Regions from separate parts of the Xenopus laevis genome. Here region 1 is linked to region 2. The links are chromatin contacts, called in public Hi-C maps. All regions are on one chromosome and are shown on one strand. Each heading gives the region's core, a stretch centred on a gene start, on an enhancer-like site or on the middle of the called end of the contact. The rest is flanking DNA. Distances are from core to core; before and after follow the strand shown. Region 1 has its middle 6.6 kb from the start of arfgap1l.L. Region 2 holds the start of LOC108708782 (zinc finger protein 569-like).

Region 1 (6,421 bases), core at 3,335-5,834, 47 kb before region 2:
TTATTCCCTATTAATTGGGATCACTGTAACATTTGGGATCACTGACCTTCCTATATATTTATCTTTATCCCTATTAATAACATTGGGTCACTGAACCTTCCTATATATTTATCTTATTCCCCTATTAATAAACATTGGGATCACTGACCTTCCTATATATTTATCTTTATTCCCTATTAATAACATTGGGATCATATCACTGACCTTCCTATATATTATCTTTATTCCTTATTAATAACATTGGGATCACTGGCCTTCCTATATATTTATCTTTATTCCCTATTAATAACATTGGGATCATATCACTGACCTTCCTATATATTTATCTTTATTCCATATTAATAACATTGGGATCACTGACCTTCCTATATATTTATCTTTATTCCCTATTAATAACATTGGGATCATATCACTGACCTTCCTATATATTTATCTTTATTCCCTATTAATAACATTGGGATCACTGACCTTCCTATATATTTATCTTTATTCCCTATTAATAACATTGGGATCATATCACTCGCCTTCCTTTATATTTATTTTTATTCCCTATTAATAAAATTAGGATCAACCATCATTTTTACCGGCCAGGCCAGTAAAATATCGGCCAGGTGGCAACCCTATTTGGGATTGGGCTTCTAAATATTACCTACTTAATTCATTCTGCATGGCATGCCAGAAATCTGTATCAAGAATCCTTGTGGTATAATATAAATTTCCTGGGCATTTCCGTGCTGGCGTTGACACGCACATGTGCGCCGGCGTCAACTTGGGCATGAGCGCCGGCGTCATCAGCTTGCGCATTCGCGCGCTCACCCGGCGCTGCGGCTGCCCAGGTCGCCTGGGGCACCTGGCCAGTGTGGCCCGGCTCTGGCAAGATTCATTTAGGGCTCTTACAAACGGGTGTTTTTTCCTGCGCTCCTCTGCGTTACGCTTTCTTCCATTCAGCCGCAGGGGAGCGCAGGAGTAGACCCACTCAAGTATTGTGAAGGGGACTTTACTCACACAGACGCATGTAAGCATGTAAGGTGTAAGGCAGCATGTTGCATTTTACCTGCATTTGCCGCTTACATGCGCCCGTGTGAGTACAGTCCCCTTCACAATACTTGAGTGCGTCTACTCCTGCGCTCCCCTGCGGCTGAACAGAAGAAAGCGTAACGCAGAGGAGCGCTGGAAAAACCGCCCGTGTGTAAGAGCCCTAAAGAGGAAACAATTAAGGTGATTTTTTTATAGCAAAATAATCGGTGTCGTTCAGCAGTTACAAGAGTGGGAGGTGAAAAAAAATTATAAATAGCAAAAAGATCAGTCCATTGAAAGTCCATTCAGTGGAAAAGTCCATAACTATATATTTATTTAAGAATTGTTACAATGAGGAAAATACCCAAAAGACACACGTAGAATAATAACATTTTGGTTATTAAAGGGGTTGTTCATCATTAAATTAACTGTTAGCAGTGATGGACTGGGATGCCAGGGGCCCACCAGAAAACCTTACACCAATGGCCCATTCTCCAAGCTAATTTTCTTCCACTTCTCTCTCTTTCTTAGTACTTTTCTTTACATGATAAACTCTATTCTCCATCTATCTGGCCCCTTTCTTTCCATAAACAATTACAGAATGAAAATGAAATTGTTACAAATGCTTCGAAGCAGGAGGGCCCACTGTGCCAACCGGGAGTTTCCTTGGTATCCTGGTGGGCCAGTCCAACACTGAGGGGAAGATTTACATAGGGTCGAATATCGAGGGTTAATTAACCCTCGATATTCGACTGCCGAATGTAAATCCTTCGACTTCGAATATCAAAGTCGAAGGATTTACCGCAAATAGTTTGATCGAACGAAAAATTGTTCGATCGACCGATTAAATCCTTCAAAACATTTGATTCGAAGGATTTTAACCCATCGATCGAATGATTTTTCTTCAAACTAAAAATTGTTAGAAAGCCTATGGGGACCTTCCCCATAGGCTAACATGGCACCTCGGTAGGTTTTAGGTGGCGAAGTAGGGGGGGGATCGAAGTTTTTTTTAAAGAGACAATACTTCGACTATCGAATGGTCGAATAGTCAAATGATTTTTAGTTCGAATCGTTCGATTCGAAGTCGTAGTCGAAGGTCGAAGTAGCCAATTCGATGGTTGAAGTAGTCAAAAAAAACATTAGAAATTCAAAGCTTTTTTTATTCTATTCCTTCACTCTAGCTAAGTAAATGGGCCCCTGAATGTTAATATGAACCAATTCAGGCCTTTCCTATTCATATTCCAGTCTCTTATTCAAATCAATGCATGGTTGCTAGGGGAATTTGGACCCTAGCAACCAGATGGCTGAAATTGCAAACTGGAGAGCTGCTGAATATAAAGCTAAATAAGTCAAAAACTACAAATAATGAAAACCAATTGCAAATTGTCTCAGAATATCACTCTCTGCATCATACTAACAGTTAATTTAAAGGTGAACAACCCCTTTAACTACCATTAGTGATGGATGAATTTCTCCCATTTCGCTTCACCGAAAAATTAGCGAAACTAGAATTTTGACGCCGGTGTGAAAGTCAATGGGCGTCCGAATAGTGTTGACGTGCAACTGTTTTGAAGCGCGTCTAAATTTTTTTGACGCCGGCGAATTTTCGTGGAATCTAAAAAAAATCTAAAAAAAAAGTGTCAAAAAGTGGAAAATCGCCACAAATTTGCGTCTGGCTAATATTTTCGCCCATCACTAACTACCATATAATTATAGAACTACAGATTCTTGTTATTGGGTCAGATGCCCAGTGAGACCTGTTAAACCCTCTAAGGCACCCAGAGAAATTCAGCAAATGTAATTGTTTTCTATCAATCAGTGTGAAATGTACAAATAGATTCATAACTGATCCATTGTTTCTGCTGCATGAATAACTGGTTCCTCTAATTCACCACAGGAGGGCGCACTTGTCCCATCACTGCATTTCCCAGTTTGGAGCCATCACGGAGTTAAAAGCGACTGAATCATTGGTCCAAATGATTGGACTGAGATGAAATAACTGACTGATCCCATTTATAAATGATCTGTTACAGCTGTCAGCAAAGTTCTAGTTAGTTTAGTTAGTTGGCTCTGGTTTGAACTTATATAACATCCCATAGTAACCCACATACAGACAATACAGGGAGTTTGCTCTTCTGTTGCCTATAGCAGAATTTATTCCTTATTCTTTTAACTTCTGAATATTGTTTCTATATATCTGTAACCTTGTTATGAGCTAAGGGGCCCAGTCTGAAGGTCAGTTAGGGGGAGATTTGGGGTGAGTGTTTATTTGTGCCCTGGGTACCCCTGGAACTATAGCAGGGTGACTGTTACCCCAATGTTTCTATATATCTGTAACCTTGTTATGAGCTAAGGGGGCCCAGTCTGAAGGTCAGTTAGGGGGAGATTTGGGGTGAGGGCTTATTTGTACCCTGGGTCCCCTGGAACTATAGCAGGGTGACACCCCAATGTTTCTATATATCTGTAACCTTGTTATGAGCTAAGGGGGCCCAGTCTGAAGGTCAGTTAGGGGGAGATTTGGGGTGAGTGATTATTTGTACCCTGGGTACCCCTGGAACTATAGCAGGGTGACACCCCAATGTTTCTATATCTGTAACCTTGTTATGAGCTAAGGGGGCCCAGTCTGAAGGTCAGTTAGGGGGAGATTTGGGGTGAGTGCTTATTTGTGCCCTGGGTACGCCTGGAACTATAGCAGGGTGACACCCCAATGTTTCTATATATCTGTAACCTTGTTATGAGCTAAGGGGCCCAGTCTGAAGGTCAGTTAGGGGGAGATTTGGGGTGAGTGTTTATTTGTACCCTGGGTACCCCTGGAACTATAGCAGGGTGACTGTTACCTAATGTTTCTATATATCTGTAACCTTGTTATGAGCTAAGGGGGCCCAGTCTGAAGGTCAGTTAGGGGGAGATTTGGGGTGAGTGTTTATTTGTGCCCTGGGTACCTCTGGAACTATAGCAGGGTGACACCCCAATGTTTCTATATATGTGTAACCTTGTTACATATAAAGCAGTATGGTAGTACCGGTTGCCCAATGAGTTATATTTACTACTCTGTGTATCTTAATCTTTGGGATTTGGGTTTTATTGGACAGAACATTTAGTTGGTGACTAGTGAATCAATGTGACTCAGCAGCTGTAGCCTTGGGCTCTGTTTCTTGGAATTACAGGATCAGCCTGTGACTGATGCGCTGATTATAAATATACAACGTGTTTGGGTCAGGGACTCCCTGTTCCCAATATATTTCAGAATTTATTAATGGCTGCCCTTAAGAAGAATGAACATTTAAAGGGGAACTCTGCCCAATGAAAGTATAATTGTAAGCAACTTCTCAATATCCATTCATTACAGATTCCAAAGTTAGTTATTGAAAGCAGTGTCGGCCTGGTTATTTAGAAACTCTGCACTGCTGGTTCTTACTCCTGAAGCAATCTAGCAGATGTCAGCCCTGCATGCTTCTTCACCAGTCTGGCTCTTGTGCTACATTGTTTCAAGATTCAGAAGCACCAGTTGGACAGACAGTGAGGTTTGAGCAGGAGAAATCTCTGCAGAGGGACCTACGTCAGGGACCAGAACACCCGTCTCCACTCTGCTCACGTTTCCATGGGAACATGTTGTGACGCAGTTGCACACACTCTCCTTCTGGGCTCAAGGTCATATTTGATGTTTCCTTCTTTTCCCAAACATGGATCTTTTTAAATTCTCATTTAAAGCAGTTTTGGCGATGTGGCCCTAGGGTCCAATTGAGCTGAGCCTGTGGCTCTCACTCCTTGGGCTCAAATAATTCCAATGTAGATAAAGCTCCTGTGAATCAAGAGAGGCAAATAAAAAATTCATTTTGGGGAGGGGTGCTTATTATATGCAAAAACATGGAGGTAGTGGAGGCAGGGAAGGGCCTCCCAGTAGATATGTGCAGAGTTGTGGAGGCGGGGAAGGGCCTCCCAGTAGATAAGTGCAGAGTAATGGAGGCGGGGAAGGGCTTCTCAGTAGATAAAAGCAGAGTAGTGGAGGTGGGGAAGGGCCTCCCAGTAGATAAATGCAGAGTAGTGGAGGCAGTGAAGGGCCTCCCAGTAGACAAGTGCAGAGTAGTGGAGGTAGGGAAGGGCCTCCCAGCAGATAAGTGCAGAATAGTGGAGGAAGGGAAGGGCCTCCCAGTAGATAAATACAGAATAGTGGAGGCAGGGAAGGGCCTCCCAGTAGATAAGTGCAGAGTAGTGGAGGCGGGGAAGGGCCTCCCAGTAGATAAGTGCAGAGTAGTGGAGGCGGGGAAGGGCTTCTCAGTAGATAAGTGCAGAGTAGTGGAGGAAGGGAAGCGCATCCCAGTAGAAAAGTGCACAGTAGTGGAGGCGGGGTAGGACCTACCTCCCAGTAGATAAGTGCAGAGTAGTGGAGGAAGGGAAGCGCATCCCAGCAGAAAAGTACAGAGTAGTGGAGGTGGGGAAGGGCCTCCCAGTAGATAAGTGTAGAGTAGTGGAGGCAGTGAAGGGCCTCCCAGTAGACAAGTGCAGAGTAGTGGAGGTAGGGAAGGGCCTCCCAGTAGATAAGTGCAGAATAGTGGAGGAAGGGAAGGGCCTCCCAGTAGATAAATACAGAATAGTGGAGGCAGGGAAGGGCCTCCCAGTAGATAAGTGCAGAGTAGTGGAGGAAGGGAAGCGCATCCCAGTAGAAAAGTGCACAGTAGTGGAGGCGGGGTAGGACCTACCTCCCAGTAGATAAGTGCAGAGTAGTGGAGGAAGGGAAGCGCATCCCAGCAGAAAAGTACAGAGTAGTGGAGGTGGGGAAGGGCCTCCCAGTAGATAAGTGTAGAGTAGTGGAGGCAGTGAAGGGCCTCCCAGTAGACAAGTGCAGAGTAGTGGAGGTAGGGAAGGGCCTCCCAGTAGATAAGTGCAGAATAGTGGAGGAAGGGAAGGGCCTCCCAGTAGATAAATACAGAATAGTGGAGGCAGGGAAGGGCCTCCCAGTAGATAAGTGCAGAGTAGTGGAGGCGGGGAAGGGCTTCTCAGTAGATAAGTGCAGAGTAGTGGAGTAAGGGAAGCGCATCCCAGTAGATAAGTGCACAGTAGTGGAGGCGGGGTAGGACCTACCTCCCAGTAGATAAGTGCAGAGTAGTGGAGGAAGGGAAGGGCCTCCCAGTAGATAAGTGCAGAGTAGTGGAGTAAGGGAAGCGCATCCCAGTAGAAAAGTACAGAGTAGTGGAGGTGGGGAAGGGCCTCCCAGTAGATAAGTGTAGAGTAGTGGAGGCAGTGAAGGGCCTCCCAGTAGATAAGTGCAGAATAGTGGAGGAAGGGAAGGGCCTCCCAGTAGATAAGTGCAGAATAGTGGAGGAAGGGAAGGGCCTCCCAGTAGATAAGTGCAGAATAGTGGAGGAAGGGAAGGGCTTCTCAGTAGATAAGTGCAGAGTAGTGG
Region 2 (5,698 bases), core at 1,716-4,215:
AACGTTCCATCCTTAAAGGGTTAGTTAACTCTTAGCATGTTATAGAATGGCCAATTTTAAGCAACTGTTCAGTTGGTCTTCATTATTTATTTTTTTATAGTTTTTTTTTCACTATTTGCCTCCTTCTACTGACTCTTCCCAGCTTTCAAATGGGGGGTCATTGACCCCATCAAAAAAACAAATGCTCTGTAAGGCTACTCATTTATTGTTATTGTTACTTTTTATTACTCATCTTTCTAGTCATGCCTCTCCTATTCATATTCCAATCTCTTTTTCAAATCACTGTATGGTTGCTAAGGTCATTGCAAACTGGAGAGCTGCTGAATAAAAAGCTTAATAACTTAAAAGCCACAAATAAAAAATTAAAACCAAATACAAATTGTCTTAGAATATCACTCTCTGCATCATACTAACAGTTAATTTATAGGTGAACAACCCCTTTAACGCAATGTTGCTCATAAAAACTTCTCCCCAGCTCTTCAGAGCCACTGGATCCATTCAAAAACAGGGATTCAAAATAGTCCCTGGCATTTCAAGTACACAGTGGCCCAAACACCCCCCCACACACACACACACACACACACACACACACAGGCCCAATAAATACTGTCTTTCTGTGGCATTTGCCAAAATCTACAGGTTATCAGGAGGGACTTTGTTTAGCCGCTCAGTTATTTGATTTACATAACTGCAACTGTGAAACTTGAAAGGGGGAAATGTTTTAAAGCAAATGGTTAAGAAACATTTTAAAAAGGGAAGTGTTACAAAAGTTTTTGTGAAAGTCATCGGTATTGTAGTCAAAAATAGCCTATGTGTGCCCTCTAGTGGTCACACGATTAGAGCAACATTAACTGATTCTACCTGCAGCCTGGTGCCGCTTTATATTGTCACAGAACCCCTCAGTGACTTCTAATATCCTTATCATTTACAGTAGGAGGTACATTATCCCTTATAATACATGAGTGATACTCAGAGTTCCCTGTATAACTCAGCCTGCAGCCTTGTGCCTTTATATGGTCACAGAACAACCCCTCAGTGACTTCTAATATCCTTATCATTTACAGTAGGGGGTACATTATCCCTTATAATACATGAGTGATACTCAGAGTTCCCTGTATAACTCAGCCTGCAGCCTTGTGTCTTTATATGGTCACAGAACAACCCCTCAATAACTTCTAATATCCTTCTCATTTACAGTAGGGGGTACATTATCCCTTATAATACATGAGTGATACTCAGAGTTCCCTGTGTAACTCAGCCTGCGGCCTTGTGCCTTTATATGGTCACAGAACAACTCCTCAGTGACTTCTAATATCCTTATCATTTACAGTAGGAGGTACATAATCCCTTATAATACATGAGTGATACTCAGAGTTCCCTGTGTAACTCAGCCTGCGGCCTTGTGCCTTTATATGGTCACAGAACAACTCCTCAGTGACTTCTAATATCCTTATCATTTACAGTAGGGGGTACATTATCCCTTATAATACATGAGTGATACTCAGAGTTCCCTGTATAACTCAGCCTGCAGCCTTGTGCCTTTTATATGGTCACAGAACAACTCCTCAGTGACTTCTAATATCCTTATCATTTACAGTAGGGGTACATTATCCCTTATAATACATGAGTGATACTCAGAGTTCCTGTATAACTCAGCCTGCAGCCTTGTGCCTTTATATGGTCACAGAACAACCCCTCAGTGACTTCTAATATCCTTATCATTTACAGTAGGGGTACATTATCCCTTATAATACATGAGTAATACTCAGAGTTCCCTGTATAACTCAGCCTGCAGCCTTGTGCCTTTATATGGTCACAGAACAACCCCTCAGTGACTTCTAATATCCTTATCATTTACAGTAGGGGGTACATTATCCCTTATAATACATAAGTGATACTCAGAGTTCCCCGTATAACTCAGCCTGCAGCCTTGTGCCTTTATATGGTCACAGAACAACCCCTCAGTGACTTCTAATATCCTTATCATTTACAGTAGGGGGTACATTATTATAATACATGAGTGATACTCAGTTCCTTTTTTTTTTATTTGCAAGCTTGATACAACAATAATAAACAATAGCAAACAGTTCTATGGTACAGTGGTCTTTCTGTCAAGGCCATAATTGGAAGCTCATATCAGTTTGACAACCAGGGTTGTGGTAACCTAGGGTTGCCACCTTTTCGCCCGGTGCAATCACGGCAGGGGGCAGGGCCATGCTGTGGTGGAGGGTGGGCCATTAAACTCAGGCTCAGTCTCAGACACAGACAGGGTTGCCAGGTTGGCGATTTTCCAGCCAAATTGGGCTATTAATTTAAAGCCTAGATGGGTTTTGAAAGTACAAACTAGCCAAGGTACGGATTTGGGCTACTTTTGGGGCCTTTGGCTGGTTTGTACTTTGGAAACCAGCCAAACCACCTTTTCTGGAAAAGAACACCGGCCTTCCTATATATTTTTCTTTTTTCCCTTTTAATAACATTAGGATCAACCATCATTTTTACTGGCCATGTGGCAACTCTACTCTTGGCTGGTTTTGAAAATTAGACCTGACAAGAGGTAAATCCCTAAAGAAACCCAGAATTGAGTAAAAGGAGGGAGAAAGGATCATTAGTGGTAATACATTATATGAGTCACAACAGGCTTCTGTACTGACAATGTAAAGTGGGTTCTCAGACTGCAGCTGTGACCCTGCTAAACCGTAAAGCAAGGTCGTACTAATGACAGTCAGGGAAGAGAGACAGGAGCAGCCAGAAATGTATCCCCCAGACTGGAGTCTCCCCTGACTTTGTCTGAAGGAAAGGCTTTGGTTTAGTTGCACACACTCAATATAATGCCAGTGCGCAGAATACACAGGGATCATGGGAACCTTCCTCATGCGCGGAACTGTTTATGTCGTATCCAGTTTCCCAGGGACGCGTTTAGAGGAAACACACCTGCAGCGAGACATTCTGGGAATAGTAGTTTTCCCTTTCCCCCATTGGTTAATGGCCGGAAGAGGGCGGAGCTTAGAGCCCCGGTCAGGCCGCAGCTGGAAGCGGCTTGTCACCGGGCAGAGTGCAGAAGCTGAGACGGAGCAGGAGGGCCGCGCACCCCCTTCCTTAGGCCCTGGAGGGGGGCTTGAAGGTACAGGAGTGCCGCAGGGGAGGGGGAGCGGCCTGTCATTTTTATATCCGCGGGGCCCTAGGATTTCTGTGTATAATTATATTATATTCTGCTGTATGATGTAAATACTGGGCCACTAATGCTCCTCTATGAGCTTGGGCTTCACACATTATACTGTATATTCCTGTGTGTCTGGATATTCATATTTATATAATACACACAGGGGACACATCTGTTTATATATATTTATATACTGCACTGAATATTTACAGTGTGTCCAGGCAGAAGATCCTGTGTGTCTGTATACAATAAATATATACATAAATACACACACACATCTATATATATATATATATATATATATATACAACACTGTGTGTCTGTATACATACATATACATATATTTTATTATTAACATGTATTTATATAGCACCAGCATATTTTGCAGCGGTGTAAAGCAAATGTGATTATACAATTAAATCACATGAATTATATACATAGAACATGGAGTTACATACATCACAACCAATACTGGAACAAAAGGCGAGGAAGGCCCTGTGCAAAAGAGCTTACAATCTAAAGGGAAGGGAATAAGACACAAGGTGTGGGCAGGATCAAATTAAGTGAGTGAGAGATGTAGTACTGTATGTGGTGTTGTGTTTGTTAGTTAAGCAGAGTGAGGGTAGGCTTCTCGAAAGAAGTACGTTTTAAGAGATCTTTTCAAAGCAGGAAGGTTGGGAGAAAGTCAGACAGACCATGGGAGAGAGTTCCAGAGGAGGGGAGCAGCCCTTGCAAAGTCTTGAATGTGAGCATGTGAGGAGGTAATGAGAGAAGAGTTGAGGAGCAGGTCAGTAGAGGAGCATAGTAAGTGGTATACATAAATACAGATGGGACACACACACACACACACACACACACACACACACACACACACACACACACACACACACACCACACAACACACACACACACACACACACAACACACACACACACACACACACACACACACACACACACACACACACACACACACACACACACACACACACACACACACACTTGTTTGTTTTTGCTCCTGACGAAGATCCCTGTGGGGGATCGAAACGTTGAGGCTTAATAATAAAACATTTTTTGTTTTTTCACTAAAACCCTGTGAGTGCCGCAATCCTTTTTCACTGCTTATTTCCCATGCTGGCACCCAGGTATTAATTTTGTCTACGGAGTGCACCATTCCTTTGGTTATAAATATATATATATACACATATATCATTGGTCACAAACCGCACTCCAAGGAATTCATATGCGAAAAATATTTATTTCAACGTTTCGCGCCTCTACTGGAGCCGTCTTCAGGAAGTCTTCTTGAAGACGGCTCGAATAGAGGAGCTGAAATAAATATTTTTCTTTTTTTCGCATATGAAGTCCTTGGAGTGCGGTTTGTGACCAACGATATTGCAAAACATTAAACCTGCACCTAGGCATTGGCTGTTTTTGTTTTGAGTGCACTCACATTGGAGTGTTTAAAAAAAAAAAAAAAAAAAAATATATATATATATATATATATATATTATATATATGCATATATATATATATATATATATAATATATATATATATTGTAGTGCATATTTACAGAGAGCCCAGGCAGAAGATCCTGTATAGGCTGCAATAAGGGAGAGACTACGGACCAATGAGTGTTTCCATACATGGAACATGAGCTGACACTTATTTTAACCCTTCAGGGGCAGAGGAGCCATGGAGCACATGACTATGGGAGCTGAGGGTATAAAGGTGGAGGCTGCAGACATTACCCTGGATCAGGTGACAGCCGCCATACAATTGCAGGAGCAGCTGAAGGTGGAGCCGCACATAGATGGGGCAGTTCTGGCTGGTACAATGGACTGTTTAGTCGACTACAATTTAGGGACCCAACTAACAGTGGAACAAGAGATCCAGATTGGGGACGGTCCTTCTCCCTGCCTCCAGTATGACATGAACTGCCTGACTAAAAAGCCCCCCAAGCCTCGGCAGAGGAAGCCCTCAGGGGAGGGACCGTTTAGTTGTGGGCAGTGCAGTAAAAGCTTTGGGCGTAGCATGGACTTGGCCAGACACCAAAAGGCTCACAAGGGTGAGAGGAGCTTCCTGTGTAACATTTGTGGGAAGAACTTCCGTCGGCACACGTCCCTTCTGATCCACGCACGGATCCACACTGGGGAGAGACCCTATCAGTGCACTGTGTGTGGCAAGAGCTTTGTACAGCGCCAGCACCTCACCACCCACCTGAGAACTCACACCGGGGAGAAACCCTTCCAGTGCATCGAGTGTGGCAAAGGCTTCCGCTGGAGATCAGAGCTCCTGAAACATCAGAAGAACCACACAGACAAGGTAACCCCACTGAGTGCCTGCACCTTATCTCTCCCTGTGTTATCACCTCGCCCTTTGCCCTTTACAGGAGACTTGGTTGGTTCCCTGGTGGGGGGATAATAGCTGTTACCACCATAGAATGGTGCCTGTTTTTTGTCAAAATCTCACATACACATAGTTACATAGTAAGTTAGGTTGAAAAATGACACACGTCCATCAAGTTCAACCTTAAG

Evidence for each region. Hi-C and Micro-C count contacts between places; a contact is called where the count stands out from the background.
Region 1: a Hi-C map of the XTC cell line shows a contact between it and region 2, with 5 times the contacts expected there. The contact joins the enhancer-like site here to the promoter of LOC108708782 in region 2. A contact is called at or near these places in 2 of 4 Hi-C or Micro-C datasets (the XTC cell line and animal cap).

What each region holds. Positions count from the first base shown.
Region 1 is chr2L:181,023,389-181,029,809 of Xenopus_laevis_v10.1, reverse strand. No RefSeq gene overlaps it. Among protein-coding and RNA genes, the nearest start is that of arfgap1l.L, 6.6 kb to the left of the region's middle. Within about 2 kb of position 4,584, at least 1 of the 7 cell types and tissues checked has an H3K27ac peak or open chromatin away from gene starts, as enhancers often do.
Region 2 is chr2L:180,975,393-180,981,090 of Xenopus_laevis_v10.1, reverse strand. LOC108708782 (zinc finger protein 569-like) reads left to right here and starts at 2,965. Exons shown (of 12, transcript XM_041582760.1): 1 at 2,965-3,121; 2 at 4,844-5,486. The coding sequence starts at 4,857.